2 separate regions of the Mus musculus genome follow, and region 1 is linked to region 2. The links are chromatin contacts, called in public Hi-C maps. All regions are on one chromosome and are shown on one strand. Each heading gives the region's core, a stretch centred on a gene start, on an enhancer-like site or on the middle of the called end of the contact. The rest is flanking DNA. Distances are from core to core; before and after follow the strand shown.

What was found. A called contact is a pair of places that touch in the nucleus more often than the background predicts.
Region 1: a contact with region 2 is called in a Hi-C map of granulosa cells, with 1.9 times the contacts expected there. The contact joins two enhancer-like sites. A contact is called at or near these places in 1 of 15 datasets of contacts at CTCF or cohesin (large pre-B cells), 2 of 484 Hi-C or Micro-C datasets (granulosa cells and uterus) and 1 of 9 other capture datasets (embryonic stem cells).

The regions. Positions count from the first base shown.
Region 1 is chr1:58,534,010-58,538,978 of GRCm38.p6, reverse strand. It overlaps Fam126b (family with sequence similarity 126, member B), which reads left to right. Exons shown (of 13, transcript NM_001310598.1): 11 at 3,430-3,589; 12 at 4,327-4,494. It overlaps Gm15834 (a long non-coding RNA gene), which reads right to left. Exons shown (of 4, transcript XR_865442.3): 3 at 1,149-1,197; 4 at 1-480. Among named protein-coding and RNA genes, the nearest start is that of Gm15834, 31 kb to the right of the region's middle. Within about 2 kb of position 2,883, at least 3 of the 459 cell types and tissues checked have an H3K27ac peak or open chromatin away from gene starts, as enhancers often do. A contact at or near this core is called in granulosa cells, where this site is marked.
Region 2 is chr1:58,740,939-58,746,517 of GRCm38.p6, reverse strand. Cflar (CASP8 and FADD-like apoptosis regulator) reads right to left here. Exons shown (of 10, transcript NM_207653.6): 8 at 5,472-5,553. Among named protein-coding and RNA genes, the nearest start is that of Cflar, 30 kb to the right of the region's middle. Within about 2 kb of position 3,802, at least 174 of the 459 cell types and tissues checked have an H3K27ac peak or open chromatin away from gene starts, as enhancers often do. A contact at or near this core is called in granulosa cells, where this site is marked.

The sequences.
Region 1 (4,969 bases), core at 1,634-4,133, 210 kb after region 2:
CCCATCCTCCTCCCCTTCTCTGAGTGGGTCAGACCCCACTGAGTGTCCCCCCACCCTGGCACTTCAAGTCTCTGTGAGGGTAGGCTCTTCCTCTCCCACTGGCCAGACAAGGCAACCCAGCTAGTAGAACATATCCCACATACAGGCAATGGCTTTTTGGGATAGCCCCCACTCCAGTTGTTTGGGACCCACATGAAGACCAAGCTGCACATGTGCTACATATACGCAGGAAGGCCTAGGTCCAACCCATGTATGTATTTTGCTTGGTGTTTCAGTCTCTGAGAGCCCCAAGGGTCCAGGTTAATTGACTCTGCTGGTCATCTTGTGGAATTCCTATCCCCTTTGGGGACTGCATTCCTTCCTCCTGTTCTTCCATAAGAGTCCCCAGCTCCATCCACTTTGTGGCTGTGAATGTCTGCATCTGTCTGAGTCAGCTGTTTGGGTGGAGCCTCTCAGAGGACAGATATGGTAGGATTCTGTCTGCAAGCGTAACAGAATATCATTAATAGTGTCATGGATTGGTGCTTGGCCATGGGGTGGGTCTCTAGTTGGGCCAGTTATTGGTTGGCTATTCCCTCAGTCTCTGCTCCACCCCCACCCACCCACTCACCCACCCACGCCATGCCTGCGTCTCTTATAGACAGGATGAATTTTGGGTTGAAATTTTGTGGGTGGGTTGGAGTCTCTATCAGTCCACTAGGTTCCTGCCTGGCTACAGGCTTATTCAGGTTCCATATCCCCAGTGCTTCGAGTCACAGCTAAGGTGTGACGCCCATTGATTCTTGGGTGCCTCCCTTATCCCAGGTCTCTGTCTCGTCCCAGAGATGCCCTCCACCTCCCCACCCCTGTCACTTGCAGATTTTCATTCATTCTTATGGCCATCTGGCCATCTCTTCTGTCCCCCCCATACCTGATCAGTTTTATTCAGATGTATAGAAAAAAGAAAGGATATCAAGCTCAAGTGAAATCTTCATTTTATTATTATAATCAAAACTAGCACAGTTTAGAAATGAAGTAATCACTATAAGAGCTTATTTTTTTTCTCCACATAAACTTAAATTCTAAATCATTTCCTTTAATAAAGTAAAATTAGAGCCAGGCGATGGTAGCTATTGCCTTTAATCCCAACACTTAAGACAGAGGCCCACCTGGTCTACAGAGTAAGTTCCAGGACAGCCAGGACTACACAAAGAAACCCTGTCTCAAAAAACAAACAAGAAAATTAATATGCAGTACACAAAAAGAAAAATATTCTCTGTAGACATAAGAAAATTGCACTTATAATCTTACTTAACTTTAAAGGTTTCATACTTCCCAACATGTGGGAGACTTGTGAGATGGCTTGAGATTAAAGGCACTTGCTGCCAAGTCTGATAGCCTGAGTTCAATCCCAGAACCCTCATGGTAGAAGGAGAGAACTCAACTCCTATGTTAAGTTGCCCTATGATCTCCACACTCATGCTATTTATTCACATGCACACACTAAGTATTTTTTTTAAATCAAATACAAATGCAAATGCTGAGCCAGCAGTATGACTCAGTGGGGTCATATTTGCCGTGCAAATCTGTCAGCTTGAAGTCTATCCCCAGAACCTACATAAAGGTAGGAGAGAACCAACTCTAAAATTGTTCTCTGACCTCCATCTAAGCATAATGACAGCCCTCCACATACATATTATGCATGTGTACAGATATGCAGTAATAAAGTATGAAAGACAAGTTAGGGGAAGATGAAGCATTTGTTATGCTTTGATGATAATATGACTCTAACCATTCCTTTGCAGAAGTAGTTTTGTAATGAGTGCTTATTCTCTTAGATCCTTTATTCCACATGTAGCTTTGTGTCTATGGAAATTAAGGCCTTAAAAGTGTATTATAAAGAGCTGAAGAGGTGGCTCAGTGACTAAGGACATTGGATTTGATTCCCAGCATAGTGGCTCCCAACCATCTGTAAATCCAGCTCCAGGAGATGTGATACAGTCTTCTGGCCCTTGTGAGCATGCACGTGTGTGTGTGTGTGTGTGTGTGTGTGTGTGTGTGTGTGTGTGTGTGTGTGTAGACAAAATACCCACACAAATAAAATTAAATTAAAAGTACTAGAAGTTTAACTTTACTGTTACTTTTATTTTTCTGTTTTTGAATTCTTGAGACAGGCTGTGTAGCCCTAACTATTCTGGAACTCACTCTGTAAAACCAAGCTGCCCTTGAACTCAGAGGAACCCCTGTGGCTCCCAAGTGCTGGAAGTAAAGGCCTGCGCTGCTGCCGCCACCTGGCCTACAGTGTTGTTTTAATTGCAAAGAAATAAAAATTGTCTAAGTGTTCTCAAAACAGAGAACAATTGAAGTTTGGTATTTTCTTAATGAAATTGTATATTTGAGAACTTACAATAAAGAAAAAATAATAGCTTAGGAAAACATGTGTGTATCTTAAATCTACATATGAAAGAGATAGCAAAATATTAGTAATTTTAGGTGGTTTCACTGTATGTGGGCCCTCTCTCATCTGCCTTCTTTCTTTTCCTTTCTTCTTATGCTTCCTAGTCGGGCTTTGAATTTATAATTCTGTCTTGGTCTTGGAGGTGCTGTGACTATGAGTGCCTCCACACCTGACTGACTTTTGTTTCCTGCCAGTTATTCTGTAGTGATTCTGTGATATTTAAAATGTTTATGTGTTTCCTACCTGGGATAGTTTTTTTAAAGGTATTTTATTTATTTGTGCCATTTTTAATTTTAAGATCAAGATAAATTTACTGTTATGTAGCATTTTTCTCATATCTAGATCTATATTCCAAACAAAATGGAGAAACCAGCGTCCTCTATATTACTGGCCAGGGCTTAGTGTAAACACTTAACCTTGCTTACATTCCTCAAGCCTTGAAACAGCTTCCTCTAGCTCAAAGTGGCTTTGCTGGATTGCTACTTACTGGTTGAGAGACAAACCAGTCAGATAACAACTGTTTACCAATCAGGTTTCCCAGTCTTCTCCTTGAGGCACAGGACACATACTGCCAGCATGTATTTAGGGAAAAATCTCTCATGAATAATACACAGGAGTGCAGGAAAATGTTACCGTTTTATCACAGATTAAGTTTTTTGCTATTTATCATATGAAAAAGCAGGAACTTATTCTAACTTGTTTTATATCTTGGTTACAAATATTAAACATTTTTCTTTGGAATGCTCTTTCCTTTTGAAACTCAACAACTTCAAGAATGCAGTAGGGTATAGAACTCATATTTTAATAATAATTTTTTATTTGAAAAGCCTACTGAAAAAATTCATAATAATAAAAATAAACACTTTGACACAGTGGTCCTTTTATACGAAGTTACACATATGAAGTTGTATAATAATGGAAACATGTATTATAGTACAGGTTAAAAGTCTGTGTTGGTCGTAAATTTATATAGACTTATATTATCATTTTAGGTGGCAAATGCCATGAAAAATTCATTACCATTTGATGCACCTGACTCTTCACAAGAAGGCCAGAAAGTACTTAAAGTGGAAGTCACTCCAACAGTGCCGAGAATTTCTCGGACTGCAATTACAACAGCTTCAATTCGTCGTCATAGATGGAGAAGAGAAGGTAAGTATAAAATTTCTATAGTTTACTTTTGGATTCAAGTAAACTTACCACTGTTTATATAGAATGTACAAATGCTTGATAGCAATTAATGCTCATGAATTAATGTAAAATATTTTCATTTAAAAATGGTACTAGAAATGTGATAATGCTTAGTTATTTTAATGTAAATATATATATATGTTTATGAAATTAGGAAGATGTTAGACTGTTCAATTAATAATAAAATGTAAAATAAGACTTAGCCAAAATTTGTCTTTTTTTAAAACTAGTAATAAAAACAGGGAGAAAGTTGCTTTAAGCCTATTAGCTGGAAAAAAGGTGCATGTATGAGCACTGTGGGAGAAAACTATATGCCTGGTCCAACTGATAGTATAATACAAACTATCCATAAAAGAATTGGTTCTCATTTTTGGATTTTTGGATTTCCTTTTTTTATTCTAAGAGCTAAACCCAGCAATATTTTATCGACATATGGTAATAAGCAGTCAAGCTGTCTTGCCTAAGAGAAATTGTCATTTTAATGATCCTGATTTTTCTGTCCCATTCATTTGCAAACCTCACATTGTTCATCTGCTGCCTTATGTGTGTGCAGGCTGTGCACACACATGTAACTATATAGACAGTGTTTGTGTTAATATCATATCCATATATACATTCTCTTATCTGCCTGGGTCAGAATGCTCAGAAAAGAACAGAGCAGCACAAAAAGTACTAAAATTTTATATGTTGAATCCCAGATGGCTTTGACTTCTCAAACGAGGCTGACTCGAGTATTCCTGGCTCCCCGATCCAACACGGCTCCACTGACCTAGGGATCAAACGTGTGCAAGAGGGGGAGGTGCTGGTGCGCAGGACCCCTGAGCATGGCTCGCCGGAGCCCACCTCAGCAGCAGCCACAACAGAGGGTAGGACAGAGATGAGGAGGCAGAAGTCAGTGAGGCAGTTGCTGGAGAAGGATCCTGGCTCTCTGTCCCCAAGCAGAGCACCTTTCCATTCTAGTGTGTGTCTCCACTACCCCTGGGTGTGCTAGCTCCTCTTTGCAAAGCAGCCCTCCTCCCCATATGCCTAGCACCAGGTTAGGTACAATCTTCAGTTGCCATTTGTGCTGGCCCGGAGTCTGCATCCCTGTGTCATCAAACAGCAGCTTGGCATGGCTACTAACAAGGCAGGGGCCTGGATGGAAAGGTCTGCAAATGCTTCAAAACTTTCATTACTGAGCATGTTTACTCTTAACATTAGAAAAAATGCACCCAGTGGTCATGAGCCTTCTTAGTCGGAATTAAGATTAATTCTTTAAAAGTCTGTGAAGAGAATTTTAAAATATAAGCACATTTAAAAAATTGAAGTGGAGCTGGCACTTATCTGTTTTCCTAGGGTCTC
Region 2 (5,579 bases), core at 2,553-5,052:
TGGGCATAATTCTAACACCTAAACCAAAACGGCAGAACCCAGCGGGGTTTCTGTAAAGATACTTCCAAACTGCATTTATTCAAACATAAATGATTAATTCTAAAGGAGATGAAGGCGGCATATCAACCCGTAAATCAGAGACCCTGCCAGGCATCTTCTTCCTAACTGCTTATGACTTGGATGCAAGTCTCCTTATTCTAAATTAAAACGATCTTAGGGTGGACAGACTCTGTGCTCCATGTATGGCTTAGCTACCATACCAGTGCTTACAAATACAGGAAGAAACAGTTGGGTGTCGGTTTTATAAAATAAAACGTTAACAAAATACAGAAGCACCGCGTCTCCTTCTCCCACCCTGGACAACCCATGCCCAGCCCAGCTGCAGCTTGGCAGCTACAACTGCTTCTTAGAAACCACGGATGCTCTGCAGTTGGCACAAGGCTGCCAGGAGCCAATCACAGGCTCAGGAAAATGCCTGGGCCTTGCTCATCTAGAATTCATTCATTTACGCATTTAGAATTCATTTTGAGTTATATAAGCAGATTTATCTTAGCACCTTCTAAATAAATACATGGAATAAATAAGAGGCAATGTCTGGCCAGCCTATTTACAATCAGTTACTGGGTGCCCTTCATAAGTCAAGATACGGTGAATAGGTGAAACCCAAAGTGGGCAGGATATCCTAGGTGGGGAAGGGAAGGAGGACAAGGCCAACGTGGATTTCGGAGTGTGTGCTCATACAGAGGTTACAGGTCAGCCTTGGGCTCCCTCCTGCCATCTGTGTGAGAAGATCTCTTTGCTGTTCTGTCCTGTGTCTGTCAGACTAGGCTGGCTCATGCACTTCCAGAGGCTCTCTCATCTCTTCATAGGAGGGCTGGAACTACAGGCAACACATGCTGCCCTTTATTTGGGATCAAGAGATTTGAACTCAGGTCTACACATTTGTAAGCATGCACCTTTACCCATTGAGCAATCTAATCCTAAAATAAGTTCTTCCTTCCTTCCTTCCTTCCTTCCTTCCTTCCTTCCTTCCTTCCTTCCTTCTTTCCTTCCTCCCTTTCTTTCTTTCTTTCTTTCTTTCTTTCTCCTTCTTTCTTTCCTTCCTTTCCATTTTTAGGCTTGAGGACAATTCAATTTTTATTTAAAAAAAGAAACAAACAAACAAACAAACAAACAAAACAGGGTGAGGAAGCTATAAAACTCAGCAGCTACCAGGAAGAGAAGAATAGGGAAGAAAATGAAAATTGCCATGCCATTTGAGCCAACAGGGAAGTCTGACACATGACAGAAAGCAGCCACCTGGTGTTTGTGGCTTTTCTATGGGAGGCTAGATGCATACACTCTGTACCTGGGAGGAACAAACTACTGTAGCCCCCAAACTTGAGTTTTACTAAGCTTCCCTTATTGTCTTACTAGAATCTATGACAAGAGACACGGACCAAGCACACAGCTCGCTGCAGATGAAGGTAACACATGTGTACACATGTGTGACTGGATGTCTCATCATTTAGTGGGGTCACAGGACAAATAATCACTCACCGAAACAAAGGGCAGTGTGATCTCGGACACTGGAGCGTTGCGGGAGAAGTTGTAACTTAAGCCAGAGTCTGAAAAACCAGGGCAAAGGAGAGGAAAGTCCCTCACACAAGCCGCTGACAGGGCAGATGTTGGTGAGGAAAGGCATAGCTGGGGCAACAGCTGGGTGGGAGCAGGGCCATCTGGCACATATCCAACTCTGCATTTGGTCACCTAGGCCAGCTAAGGCCTCACTGCTTCAAGCACACACTCGAAGAAAGCTACAAACCATCTTTTAAGAATCTATATTGCTGGGCAGTGGTGGTGCACGCCTTAAATCCCAGCACTCAGGAGGCAGAGGCAAACAGATCTCTCTGAATTCAAGGCTAGCCTGTTCTACAGAGTAAGTTCATTTCCGGATAGCCAGAGCTACATAGAGAAACCCTGTCTCAATAATAATAATAATGATGATAATAATAATAAATCTTTATTATGCAAAGTTGATTACTGGTAATTCTTTCCAGATGATATTGTATCAGGAGAAAATAATACCAATGCTATATAACCCAAAACAGTTTTCTGGTATGCCCAAGACAGCCAGGACTCAGACCCATGACCCCTCACCCAGAGCGCTAGGACCTCAAACATTCAACAACCTTAGGGTCGTTTCTGCCAAGTCATTTTCTTGGAAAGACTCTCAGGAGAGGAAGACTCCTATCCCATATCATGTAAATATCCATTTGGTTTGCAACCTAAGTATTAACATACCTGTCAAAGGGGCTACCCTGAACATGTACATGTAGCACACTACCTTTTTAAACTCTAAAATACAAGGGCCTCCAACAAGGGCCCATAGACCCACACTTCTTAAATACACCCTAGGTTTAGGCCTGGTGAAGTGAGGGCCTTAAAGAGAAATTTCATTAATAATGTTAAGCTTTGGGGCTGGAGAGATGGCTCAGCAGTAGAGGGCACTGACTGCTCTTCCAGAGGACCCAGGTTCAAATCCCAGCAATCACATGTCAGCTCACAACTACCACGAGCTGACTCCCTCACATACACAAGCACACAGGCAAAACACCAATGCACATAAAATGAAAATAAATTATTTTTAAAAATAATATTAAGCTTTTAAGCAAATAGCTGCTTGAGTCCAGAGGATAGACATGTCCAGAAAACAAAGAGTACCTCATCCCACACTCCTGTTCCCAGGAAGAAGCCATTCTCAGGGCACTGATCACATGAGAACCAGGAGGGGCCCGAATGGTTTGTCTACCATTCCTCTGAACACAACTTCCCTCTACTATTGTGGGTGTCACTTGCCCCTTTTCTTCATGAGCAGAGACCAATCCTAATGAGCGCCCTACTTCCCCGTGCACAAATGTTCTTATTATATAAATGTGACTACAAGAAAATAATGTGTATTCAAGGTTCCACTTGTTCCGTTAGAAGGAGAAAAAAAAAAAAAACACATAAGGAGGCATGGAGCAACCCCTAGCCTGTCAGTGTAAGAAGAGGAAGTCTCTTCACATGACACTACAGTGGAAACTGCAAAGTCTGCTACCAAATGTGTGTCTTAGTCAGTTAAAGATAACAAAGATATCAGAAGCGGCAGCAGAGGAGAAAATACTTCCTCTAAAAAACTTGCAAGTGTTCTCTCTGTCTGTCTGTCTGTCTGTCTGTCTGTCTGTCTGTCTTCACAGAGGGACTGGGACCTCTCAGCCGCCAAAGCAAAACAAAGCGATTTGAACAAACCCATACCGTCTCGTCTCTTATCTGCAGATTAGCCACCTGAGCTGGGAGAGTCCATAAGTGACTCTAAGCCAGCAGCTTGTTTTATTCTCAAAGGCGCATGAGTCAAGAGACCCCTGACTCTCAGAGAGAAGGAGCAGCTGACGTGCCCTTCTCTGTAGGGCCAGGTCCCCTCTAGTCACACACTCCATCTCCAGGATGTTAACCTCGAAAGGACTACACTGACATTAGCTTACATTTCATTCCAGACACTGTCCTGTGTCCTTTATGAGTATAATCTCACTCTCCCAACCATCACATAAAGGAAGTTCTGTTAGGAAGTCACGTTTTAGCAGAGACACTGAGCCCGCACATCACAAGCTAAGATAGACAGCAAAGCCATGATTAAAATCCGGGCAATCACTGCCAGGGCCCAACTCTGCTGCTCTCCTACAGTGGGAGAAGTACAGCTATGCACACATAGACATACAGCTGCCCATAACTCAGGAACAGACGTCCAACACAGGCCCTGGGTGTTAGTCATGAATAGCTGAGGCTTGATGACTCATGGCAGGTTGTGACTTGATCTTTATGAGTCTCATAAACACGGGTACAACACAGAAAGCTCTGTACTTCAGACATTTCCTGATGATGAAGGAAGCAAGGCCAACTACAATCAAAAGTAAAAGAACAATCCCACAATGTCCTTTAGAACAGTCAGTGACTCAGTGAGGAGCTATTTCCTCATTTGTCTACTGATGCTAATAGCTAAAATGGCATCTTAAGGGTTAGGGTTACTATTGCTGTAAAGAGATGCCATGACCAAGGCTACTCTTATAAAAGAAGAATTTAATTGGAGGTTTGCTTACAGTTTCAGAGGGTTAGTCCATTATCATCATGGCAGGAAGCAGACAGGCATGGTGCTGGAGCAATAGCTGAGAGCTTTATATCCTGATCCACAGGCAGCAGACTGGGCCTGGTGTGGGCTTTTGAAATCTCAAAGCCCTGCCCCTCAATTACACACCTCCTCCAACGAGGTCACACGTACTCCAGCAAGGCTTCACCTACTAATCCTTCACAAATGGTTTTTCAACAGAGGACTGAACATAAATATATGAGCCGATGGGGGTCGTTCTCATTCAAACCATCACAAATGGAAAGGACTCTTCTCTATAGCGAAGAGACACATTTCTCATGTACCAAAATAGGACATGAGAAAGTGGGATTGTAGCTGAAATCTTGGGAAATCCAATTTCATATTTGCTAATCCGCCCTTCTCTTAGATTGTCTTTGTACAGACCTCCCTTTGGTAATATTTGAAGTGAGGCATCTCTCTGACTGATGCTAAGGAGTGTTGAGAGACATGAAAGTCGTGAACTACAGTGATCACTCATCTGAAGGAAGGGAGAGGTGATTAAATGCAGCCGTATCCCAGGCATCTAGGCTTGCCTCGTTCAGTCTGCACCAGACATCCAACACCTGAGCCAAACAACCGGGTCCAAACAATGAAGGCTCACAGGTAGATCAAACAGAGAGGAGATCTTAGTCACATGTGGTTCAAACACTAGCCACACCCCTACGTTAACACAGACACCATGTTTTTAATAGCCCCAAGGAAGGCTTTCATGGTCTATCCAGGTGAAGTGAAACATCTGACAATATTAGAAACCAGAATGCCTTGCATTATAAATGTCCCTTGCAGACCAGGACCACCCTTAGCCACATTATCCAGGATGCACAGATAAGACACACAAAGACACACCAACTTCCACAACTTAAAGCTAGTGTTGTGCTCCCGAAGTTCATCTCGTGTTCCTCCTAACCCATAACTCAACTGATTTATCTATGTCTGTTGTCGTTAGCCCAAGCCATGTAAGTAATGACCAATAGGAAGTGGGTAGAGATGAGGTGCATCCTTCTCAGGCCTTTCTCTAAAATCTGTGATGAGATCCGCTACACAGTCTCTACTCCCTCATCTGTCAGTCAGTCAAATACAGAGGACTCTACAGACTCCAAGGCATCAAAGGACGACAGGACCCCTGGCTGACCCTATGACATAACAAGCTCCCTTAGCCCGATCCACACTAGACAATGACATGGTTGAAAAGCAAGCACCATAGTAGAGTGTACTTTGTTACTGCAGTTGGTATCTGCCATGTTGACAGATCCACCTTGCTTGGTCATGATCATGCTGTAGGGAGTGGATCCCGGGGTTCTACACTTACTTGTGTCGTTGCCAATACAATCAATGATCAAGCAGATTCCTAGGGGCTTGCTCTGCATCCTGTAAGTCTCTTCACGGATGTGCTAGAAAGAAAGGCAGGGATTAGAGA